2 separate regions of the Sus scrofa genome follow, and region 2 is linked to region 1. The links are chromatin contacts, called in public HiChIP or PLAC-seq maps. All regions are on one chromosome and are shown on one strand. The core of a region is the stretch at or near the end of the contact, and the rest is flanking DNA. Distances in the headings are between cores, read along the strand shown.

The links. HiChIP or PLAC-seq counts read pairs in DNA pulled down with a chosen protein or histone mark.
Region 2: an H3K27ac HiChIP or PLAC-seq map of alveolar macrophages shows a contact between it and region 1. The contact joins two enhancer-like sites. A contact is called at or near these places in 2 of 2 datasets of contacts at active chromatin or transcription factors (alveolar macrophages and skeletal muscle).

Annotation. Positions count from the first base shown.
Region 1 is chr7:4,181,280-4,186,555 of Sscrofa11.1, reverse strand. No RefSeq gene overlaps it. Among named protein-coding and RNA genes, the nearest start is that of LY86, 76 kb to the right of the region's middle. Within about 2 kb of position 2,480, at least 17 of the 83 cell types and tissues checked have an H3K27ac peak or open chromatin away from gene starts, as enhancers often do. A contact at or near this core is called in alveolar macrophages, where this site is marked.
Region 2 is chr7:4,562,447-4,567,722 of Sscrofa11.1, reverse strand. The region is part of intron 1 of RREB1 (ras-responsive element-binding protein 1); the gene reads right to left. Among named protein-coding and RNA genes, the nearest start is that of RREB1, 53 kb to the right of the region's middle. Within about 2 kb of position 2,137, at least 32 of the 83 cell types and tissues checked have an H3K27ac peak or open chromatin away from gene starts, as enhancers often do. A contact at or near this core is called in alveolar macrophages, where this site is marked.

The sequences.
Region 1 (5,276 bases), core at 1,231-3,730:
CTTCCAGGTATTCTGTGGGGATGGGGTTTGTGTCCAAACAGCGCAGAGCGAGACCTCAGGTCACTGGGAGGAGGCTCATTTCCTTGGGTTCTTTGCCAGCTTTTGATTTAGGGAAGTTGAGGGTGGAGGCTCCGGTTGCCATGGTGAGGAGAGGACGGCGGCCGGCTGGGGGCACGCGGGGGGAGAGGGTGGGGGCGTGGGAAGGGCAGGTGCCTCTCGGAGGGCCCCGCAGGGTCTCAGCTCCGTGGTCTCAGCTCCGTGTCCACCAAATTCGGGCTGGGAGACGCTGGGTTCTGGGCTTCACCCCGAAGGCGCCTGCCCTTAGGAGTAGAGTGACGACGCAGGGAGGGGAGAACGTGTGCCTCTGTCCCTGCTTTTCTCTCTCGCTCCTGGCTCGTGAGACCAGCCTCGGGCCGCTGTGGGCGGAATGGGAGTGGATGCCCTGGCAAAGCAGCCCTGCGGCTTCTCCTGGGACCACGCTCATGTACACGCAGGGCACTCACAGGCACACGCGTGCAAAACCACGTGCACACGCGCACACACACATAAAAGCGCACATATTCACAAGCAGGCATACACACGTGGACACCCATTCGCGCACACACACGCACACACACACACACACACACACACACTGTTTTCAGCACTGTTCACTGAAAGGAAGTGCAAGGAGCCTGCAGGCACCTCTGTGGCCGGCCACGCTCTGGGCCGGGAGCCGTGTAGGGAGCTCCCAGCTGACACACGACCCAGTGTCTCATCACAACACCATCTTCTCAAGGTTTTATTTCAACATATGCTTTTCTTTCCGACCCAAGGGGAGGAAGGGGGCACATTTTCTTCCTCCTCCCCCCGTCACTGTCACGCGTACATTTCTCTATGTAATTCCTATTCTATTCCTGTTTTCTATTTCTTTTCTGTTTCTATTTCCTTGGCATCAAGGCAAGAGGATTCTCATTGTTCTCAGGCGTGTAGACGTCCGCCCCAGGCCTTGAAAGAGACGCCCACTTGCCTTTGGACAGAGAACGCGCTTATTCCAACCTCAGTTCATCTTTCTCAGTTCATCTTTCACGGGCCCCTCTCTTGGAGTAGCTGTAAGAGAGCTTGATGGTGTTGGTTATAACTTGGCGTTTCTGGAGTTCCTGCCATGGGGCCGTGGGTTAAGCATCCGACTGCAGCAGCTCGATCCCCAGCCCGGCGCAGTGGGTAAAGGGTCCGGCATTGCCACAGCTGTGGCGTAAGTCGCAGCTGCATCTGGGATGCGATCCCTGGCCTGGATATCTGTTACACGCTGTGTGTCTACCAAAATAAGATTTTGTTGGGATTCCCGGGTGTCGAAATATGTTCACAGAAGACTTATCACCATCATCAGAGGCTTAAACGCTTGGTCTCCAAGCGCAAGTTCAAGGAGCTCCTGCACAGCTGCTGTCAGTGGCAAGGCGGTCTTGCCCCGTGGGGGTGACCCTCCTGTCCTGAGGTCCCTGCCCTCCAGGGCTGGTCACGCGCTGCATCTACACACCGCCCGTCGGGATTCTCTGGGCTGCGCATGCGACCCATCCCAGTGGAGATGCTGCCAAACTCCCGTCTTGGTTCCCCTGCGCCCTGGTGCGGGACGCCTCCGGGCCCTTCCCCAGACTCTGCTGTCCTCAGCCTCGAGATGAGGGCCGGGGAGGCTGGGCCGGGGCCAAAGAACAAATGCTCCTGCCTCTCGTCCCCCAGCAGATTCTTTTCAGGACCTCCCCCATGGCATATGGAGGTTCCCAGGCTAGTGGTCTAATTGGAGCTGCAGCTGCTGGTCTACACCATAGCCACAGCAACACGGGATCCGAGCTGCATCTGCAATTTACACTGCAGCTCATGGCACCGCCGGATCCCCAACCCACTGGGTGAGGCCAGGGATTGAACCTGATTCCTCATGAATACTAGTCAGGTTCATTACCGCTGAGCCACAGTGGGAACTCCCTCAGGCAGATTCTGAGTCTCAGGCTGTACGCTTCTCCAAGAGCCGAGCGAGATCTCCTTCCAGGTTGCTGGTCTGGTGGCCAACGTGGTGACACGTCCCTGTGCTGACTCTTCCTGCTCCCTCAGTCTCACTCCCTGAGAAATCCAGGCTCACAGGGTCTCCTACCCGGGCCTTGGCCTGAGGCCCCAGAGAGGAGTGGGAGGGGTGGTCCCGGTGGGGAGGGGGCAGCGGCCCAGGGGCAGGGAGCTCTGGTTTGGGAACAGCGGGGGCATAAACCGCTCACAGGCCACGGCGGGGAGAGAGAATATGAGACAGAGCCTTCTGCGCTGTGTCTCTAAATGGCCTGGAGTTTGGCGCGCTTGGCTCTTAGGGGTGCGGTTTACTGAGTGGCCAGGCTGGAGGTCACCCGCTAAGTGCCTTAGTGGTGTTTAGTCACCCCGCTGTTCCACCCTTTGGAGAGGCCTAAGCAGCCACAGTGTCCAAGGCCTTAGTCCTCTGAACACACAGAGAAGGCGAGGCTGCTGTTCTCAGCGTGGAGACGGGAGACCGAAGGGAATGATTCATTGATCTCCCGGAGCATCGCTGCTGAGCTGGGCGTGCCCTTTGGGCTTCCTGCCCACGGGGGCCAGCCCCACCCCTGCCAGGAACCAGCCCAGGGAGGAAGTGTGTGGGATTCCTGGAAGGCAGGGGTTTGTGTCCACATGCTCCGTGCTGGGGCCTTTCACCTGGAGCCGGGAGGATGCTGTGGCGGGTGTGCCCTGGAGAGGGTGGGCAGAGCCTGTCTGAGCACCAGGCTGGGGACCCGCTGCGGCTTCGCTGACTCAGCCGGGAACTGAGCTTGCCCCTGCCCGGAAGAGTTGCTCTGTCTCCATCCGTGGATGCCAAAGGGCAGGGGGAGCTCATCTCTCTGCGGACTGGACTCATGCCGATGGGCTAGACTTCATTTATTTATTTATTTGCTTCTCAGGGCCACACCCGCGGCATACAGAAGTTCCCAGGCTAGGGGCTGAATCAGAGCTGCAGCTGAGGCCTACGCCACAGCCACAACAAGACCAGATCCAGCCGCGTCTGCAACCTACACCACAGCTCACGGCAACTCCAGATCCTTAATCCACTGATCGAGGCCAGGGATCGAACCTGCATCCTTGTGGTTCCTAGTTGGGTTCATAACTCATTGATCTATAATGGGAACTCCAAATGAACTACTCTTTAAAAGACAGTGACGTGTTAATTCCCTGGTGGCTCAGCGGGTTAAGGATCCAGCACTGTCACTGCTGTGGTTCAGGTTGCTGCTGTGGCACAGGTTCAATGCCCGGCCCAGAATTTCCTCATGCCACAGGTGCGACCAAAATAAGCAAGTAGATGACTAAGTAAGCGAATAAATAAATCAACCGAAGATAGTGAGTATCACAAAAAAGAAGCAACCTCATTGGTGTTCCTGTTGGGGCTCAGGGGATTCTTAACCGGACGCAGTTTCTGTGAGGATGTGGGTTTGATCCCTGGCCCCGTTCAGTGGGTTAAGGATCCAGGGTTGTTGGAAAGCTTTGGCATATGTTGCAGATGTGGCTCAGATCTGCCGTGGCTGTGGCTGTGGCTGTGGTGTAGGCCAGCAGCTGCAGCTCTGATTTGACCCCGAGCCTAGGAACTTCCATATGTTGCAGGTAGAGCCCTTAAAAATTTTTTTTAAAATGCTTCTTTTCCAGTTCTTCAAAGAGTGGCCATAAAATAAAATAAAATAAAATAAAATAAAATAAGCAGCCTCGTGATGTAGAGAACAAAGCAGTAATTACCAGGGGGAGGGGGAGGGGCAACACGGGGCGGGGGGGCTGTGGGAGGTACCAGCTGCTGGGAGTTAGACGGGCTGCAAGGACCTTGTGTACCACACAGGGAATAGAGCCAATGTTTTGTGATAACTGTACATTGAGTGTTGCCTTTAAAAATCCTACAAAAACACTCTTTCTTTATACAAAAAATCCCCCAAATGCCCCCAATCTTTAGCTGCTATATTTTATGTGTTGGCGAAAAAAGTACATTTTATAGGAGAAATAGTCCCTTACAGGAAGCTGTGAAATACAGACAAAAACACGCTTTCATTTTCTCTGTCCCCCCCCTTTCTTTTTTGGTCTTTTTTTAGGGCTGCACCTGTGGCATATGGAGGTTCCCAGGCTAGGGGTTGAATCAGAGCTGTAGCCGCCAGCCTACCCCACAGCCACAGCGACGCCAGATCCAAGCTGTGGTCAGCAACCTACACCACAGCTCATGGCAGTGCCAGATCCTTAACCCACTGAGCGAGGCCAGGGATCGAACCTGCTACCTCATGGTTCCTAGTCTGATTCGTTTCTGCTGCACCGCGACAGGAACTCCTGATTTTTCTATTTTTGGTTCTGATTTAGTTCACCCTTTGGAGTGAGGCTTGGGGCTACATTTTGGGAGAGGGATAAATGGGGAGGGGGGGACAAAAGGTATTTGGCATTTATGAATGGCATTTCCGTAGATGATTTTCTGTATTCTTTATGACACGTTACAAGATGCTGTAATCATCCCTTTTGTCGACGAGCAGCTGGGAGCTTGGGCAGGATGGGCACAGGAGTGCCACTGGGTGAGTTAAGGAGAAACCGCCCTCCCCGCCCGCGGAGTCTGCCCCAAGCCTGTGCCCTGTGTCTGCTGCGTCTCCCCCAGGCCTCCTAATGCTCCGGGTCTAGCTTCCCGCTTGGCCGAGTCACACCGTGGACCGGCTGAGGACAGTCGGGTTGGTTGACCATGCATTTGCCATGCTTTTTTCCCATGTGGTCTCCCCCACTTTTTATTACAGAGGCCAGATTTTCCTCCTTCACACACGGACGTGGCTGGGTGGGGGCGGTGGGGGAGGGAGGCAGAAAAACACCTGTTACATTCGGCAGATCACCAGTCTGGGTCCGTTCAGGCCGCTGAAACAAACTGCCAGACTGAGTGGCTTGTGAGCCAGAAACGTATTTCCACAGTTCTGGAGGCTGAATGAGGGCAATCGGGGTGCCAGCCAGGTCGGGGAAGGGCCCTTTTCTGGGTCACTGGCTTGTCATTTTGTCCTTACAGGGCAGCAAGCCAGGTCCCTTTGACAAGGGCACTAACCCATGGGTGAGGGCCCCAACTTCACGACCCAATCACCTCCTCGCGGCCCCCTCCAAACACCGTCCTGTTGCAGTTAGCGAGCCTACGTGTGAATTTTAGCCGCACGCAAGCATTCAGTGCCTTGCACCCCATTCCTGGATGCAAGGGGAGCACTTTCTCAGGCCCTGACCTTGCTGACATCTCTTCCTCTAGCTGTCACCTAGGCGGC
Region 2 (5,276 bases), core at 888-3,387, 380 kb before region 1:
CACACAACTTCTGCGGGAGGCAGGGGTCCTTGTCCACCAAACCGAGCTACGTGAGTCAGAGGACAGCTGCTCTTTCAAAGAGGAAGTGTGGAGAGGTGGGGCGGTCGTCTGGCACAGGCTGGATGAAGCCACCCTGGGGTACCATTCCTGCATCCCTCTGCGGGGCTCCCGGCTTCTCTGGAGGGAGGAAATGGGACCAAGTCCCAGGTACACACTTTGCAGTGACGAGCGGCCTCCACGCGGCAGCTCCCCACCCCGCCCCCCCAGCACTGAAGGAATCTCATCTCACTGCTGCCAGACTTGGAGCCACTTGGCAGCTGCCACATGGCAGCCATTTGTTCCCTGGCAGCCCTCGAGCGCGGCCCTGTCCCTCTCCCCAGGTGAGCCAGTCTTTTTTCCTGGCCACCAGGACCTGGTATTTCATCACCTTCTTGCCCAACTTGGCAGAAACCAGTAGGGTTCTCTCCCCTGCAAGGAAGCTGGTGAGAAAGGGAGTGGGCCGGCAAGGGGTGGCCCCGGGGCTGTGCACAGACCCAGGGCACCCTCACCTACCCCCAGGGTAGGGCAGGGTCTTCCCTGCAGGGGATAAGGTGTGGAAGCCCCCACCCCTCCCCACCCCACCCTCAGATCTGCTCTGGGGCTTATCAGGAAGGGTGGGAGCGGCCCCCACACCATACCTTGGCTGAGGAATTTAGAACCAGCAAAGGAGGCTACTGCTACCAGAAAGCAGGATTTCAGTCCAAGTGTCAGCCGTCTAGGGTTTGTCTAACGCAGGTCTTTCGGAGTGTCCTTTCTCTCATAACTGGGCAGGGGGTCAGCCATCTGGGGCATAAACTCTGGACCAGGAGAGGCGTTAGGCACTTGACTTGTATGTAAGCCCTCCTCGCATCAGAGAGGGCAACGACTGGGGATCTGCTGGCTGTGACGCGGCTCCTCAGGCGCTCAGCCAGGACCCTAGCCCAGGTTGTCTGATGCGTGTACGCCCCGTGCCGCAAGGAGCACCCCGGAAGAGGTGTTCGGAAAAGGGCGCTGAGCAATGAGAGGGTTAGGAAACCCAGTGGGGGAGACGAGAAACGGTTGAAGGCCGGGCGCGTGGAATAAGGAGAGAGGTTTGGGGGGAAGCAGAAGGAAGCGGGTCTGGAGCCCCAAGATTCCATATCCCGGAGCTCTGAGCAACTAGAGCTGCCCTCTGACGGAATGATGCCTTGTGGGTGATGACCTTGCTGCGTCTGGAAACAGTCAAGAGGCTGGATTACACCACACAGCCCGGCAGTGGGTGAGACCACAGGACAAGGTCCTTCCGACGTCCAGGTTAGAAGTACCTGAAAGGACCGTCCCTCTGTCATCCTACTGGGCGACTCAGGGATGCGCTGGGAGGAGGAACCTACAGCAGAGCTTCAAGAGCATGGGGCGAGGCGTCTTCCACCTTGGCCTGGAAACCCAGCTCGCCCCCAGCTTTAGGTCTACGAGCCTCGGTTCTCTCATCTGGAAAATGAGCAATCAGTCAAGGGGGTACGCGTGAACACCCTTTACAAACAGCACGGCACCCACAGTACATGAGCTACGGATGTGACACCGCTCGCCCCCAGCATTCCAGCTCAGCAGGCCCCTGGGCTGGCTCCCCCACAGCTGCCCACAGCCTCCCCTGCAGGATCGCCAATGCCTGGAGGGCAGGGCCCCGTTTGCAGATCTCAAAAAAAATTTTTGCTCCAGCCCCTAAGTGTAACAATGAAATATAAATATAATTTAGCTTATCACAAATGCAATCCCATCGACAATCAGGAGTGAAACAGCTGCTGCCAGCTCGCAGGGCTGTAAGGCCGGCAGGAAATAAAACGCCTCCGGCTTCAGAACGTCGCTGAAACAAATCCTGGTGAGCTTCCCCTGTGCTTCATCAAGGAAGTCTGCGCTGCTGGCCCCCCACGGATGCTCGGCCCGCCCCACCTGCGCCGGCACCTCGTCCCCCAGCCCTAGAAGCTGGCCCCCAGCCCCCTGCCCCTGCCGCTCAGGCCAACCGGACAGCAGCCACTGGGCTGCTCTGCACACTCTGCTGACGGGGCCTCGGGGCCTGCGGTCACATTCGCAGCTCAGGGGAGGAAGCTGGGGGAAAGTTCAGGAGCAGTTTGCAGGGAGTTTGAGGCAATATCCTGCTCCTCTTTCACAGGCCCTGAGGTCCCGGGGCGGCCTCGCAGACCGGCTCAGGCTCGGGAGAGGGTCACGCGGAAGAAACAGGCTTCTCTACTTTTGCCCTGAGGAGGAGCTGGATGCAGGCGACGCCCCCCCACCTCCCACCCCGGGGGGGGGGGGGGGGGCAGGTGCCTCACCTGAGATCTGGGCTGCACATTCTAAGAATTCAGGGTGGGTTCAGCACAACACTCCTTATAAAACCAAAATTACTCTGTGGAGGCTAAGAGGGCTGTTGGCAAAGCTTCTCCCTGCGCGCGGGGTGAGGAGACGGGCCGGTCGGGCAAAGGCAGTCGTCAGTCGGCGGGGCCGGGGCGCTCGGCGGCCACCACTGCCGGTCAGCTGAGCGTGACTCGGCGGCGGCGGCTGTGCCCCGCGATCAGGAGCTCCGAGCCCTGTCCCGGTGCCTCGAAACGGGCCACCATGTCTCTCCCTTGTGCTTCTAAGAAAAACAAAGACCCTGAGACAGAAGCGGCTGATACGTGTTTATCCCAAGCCAATCAACCAAAAACACCAGCAAGCTAAGGGCTTCTCTTCAAGGAAACTGAGCAAAACCTCAAAGCCGCTGCGGGGCAGGAGGGGGCCTGGGCGGCCGACCCCTCCCAGCCTCAGGAGCTGACCGGCAGAGGCCCCGGCCAGGAAAGCGGCGGATGGGCGGGCGGGGGGATGTCTGCGGCGCCCGGACCCTGGCTCAGGACAACTGCGCTCTCGGGCTGGCTAAGTGAAGGGACCCGAGGGCCGAGCCCCCAGCCCAGCAGGTCTGAAACACACACCCTGTCTGTCCTCCCAGGCTCTTCCCCACGATTCTGGCCTGCGAGCCCCACCATGAGAAACAGGCACAGGAAGGCCAGGAGGAGATCAACCCCCAGGTGGGCGGGGCCCCCCCCTCGGTGAGAACTCAGACCCCCGCCGTCTCCAGAAGGGGACACGCCAGGGAGAAATCAGGGCGGGGACCTGGGAGCACAGAGATTTGGAAAGGCCAGGCCCGCCGGCTGCTCAGGTGGCGTCCTCTCCAAGCTCAGGGCCAAGCTGAGGGTCTCTCCGGCACCCCTTCCCTCGCCTTGGCCGCCTGTGATAAAGGCCCCTCGTGCCGTTCAGACAGAACATCCCTGCTCCCCCTTTATCTTCCCTTAACAGTTTGCCATCCAGTGACAGGAGGGGCCTCGCCTCCAACAGTCCGGCCTTTTATCTCCCGCTGCCCTGACCGCGCCACAAGGCGCAGCCAGGGGCTGGATTTCCTGCAGCTCGCCTAGAGGGGCTGTTTGACTTCTTTAAAATACGACCGGCCTCCGAAACCTTGGAACCGTGCCGAGCAACACCCAGCCAGCATCCATTTCGGCTCCAGCTTTCAAAGCCTCCGAGGGCAGTGTCCCAGCCCTCCCGGTGCTCCGCGTGGGAGAGGCTGGCCGCTTCCAAGGAGGACTCGCTTTCCCGGCTCTCGGATGTATTTGCTTTCTGTCTGTGGCAAACCTAAGAGTTCTCGTCATCAAAGTCCAGAAACCCCAGAAGTGAGTTACAGTAGCTCAATTAAATTCTGAGTTCACACTGCTATTATGAAAATAATTCAGTAGCATTTAATCACATCCCTTAACCACTGGAGCGCAGGCAGCACACCGCGTGCTTCCTCGCCTGATAAACAACTGGCCCAGGACACACGGGACCCTGGGTGTGCTCAGTGAGGACAGGCCATGGTCTCTGCCGTCCTTCCCAGGCCTAAGTCAGCCCCACTGCGATGCCTGGGTGTCCTCCACCTGCCTCACCACAAGCCTTCCTGTGAACATCCTCGACCAGGAAAAGCCGCCAACTCTGCCTCTTAACCGGTCGGGGAAGGGGGGGGCGCAGGGGGTGCTGGGTGCGGCTGATGGGACAGGATGCCCAGAGGGCGCCTAGAGGACCCTGCCGCTCTGCATTCAAGGCCGGGACTTCTATTTTCCTGGCATCACAGCAGCAGATGCAAAGTTAATAGGTTCTGAGAATGGTAAGCTCAGATGTTTCAAACGGTCCCCCAGCATTCCTTTCTGGGGTGTGAGGAACCCTCTTTTCCAAAGGCAATTAAAGAACAGAAAAGCTTCCTGGACTAAGCAGACACCCTACAGCCCCTCACAATCCCAGGGGGCCGAGGGCCAGGTGGGAGCAAGGCGATGGTGTGAGGAAACGAGCAAGGCCGAGGAGCAAACGGTGGCAAGTGCAGGGCAGAAGCCAGGTTATGCGTGAAACCCACACGCCCACCCTGTGCCAGCACTTCAATGCGGAGCTGGTACTTTCGGAATCTTCGGGAACCCTGCCCTCTGTGCGGGCCCCTCTCCCATGGCCACAGGACTGGGCCGTGCCACTGGCCCGTCTGAGGACAGGAGCCAGAGAACCGGTTCAGCCCCACCAGCCAAACAGCAAGTGCTCGGCATCCTCAATTTCCTCCCAGCCACGAAGTCAGGAACAACCTGTACAGACAAGGAAAACAGAAAACTTACGAAACAACGGCATCTGCCGAGCTCCCTGAATGCGCCCCAGGAAACTTTTTCAAAGCCCTGTAAGATGCTTCATTACAATTCTGGAAAGAAAGTGCAGTCCACGGCACCCAGGCACACACATGTTCACACAAACCCAATTTCATGCTCTGCCAGCCCCAACGAAAAACTCAGAAGGCAAAATAGAACCCAAGAGAGGGGTCCTGGTTACTCAACAGGTCTGAACGGCCACTGACGCTTTTCCAACACCGTATCAGAGGCCAGGGACAGCCTGGAAGGTTTCCAATCTGGAAACAGAATTTTCCTGGTAGGGGGCTGGTTTCACAGATTATACAATTTGCTACCTGGCTATGGTGAAAATGCTGTTTACAGGGAAAATGGGAATGTGAGGAGGAGAAAAGAAAAAAAAAACCTCACTGTCTCTCTATTCTCTGTTGTTAACCCCTAACTCTGTACCCTAGGCCAAGCAAGGGTAAGCCTTTCAAGGCTTCGCCCGCGAGAAACTTACCAATTGCAGCAATGACTCTTCTCACCCTAGCAGCCAAGATCTGTGTAATGGGACCAGAGTTTGGAAGGTGGATATGCAAAGTAATTCTAGTTTCGGCGGCCTTACAAGGAGGTTCTGAC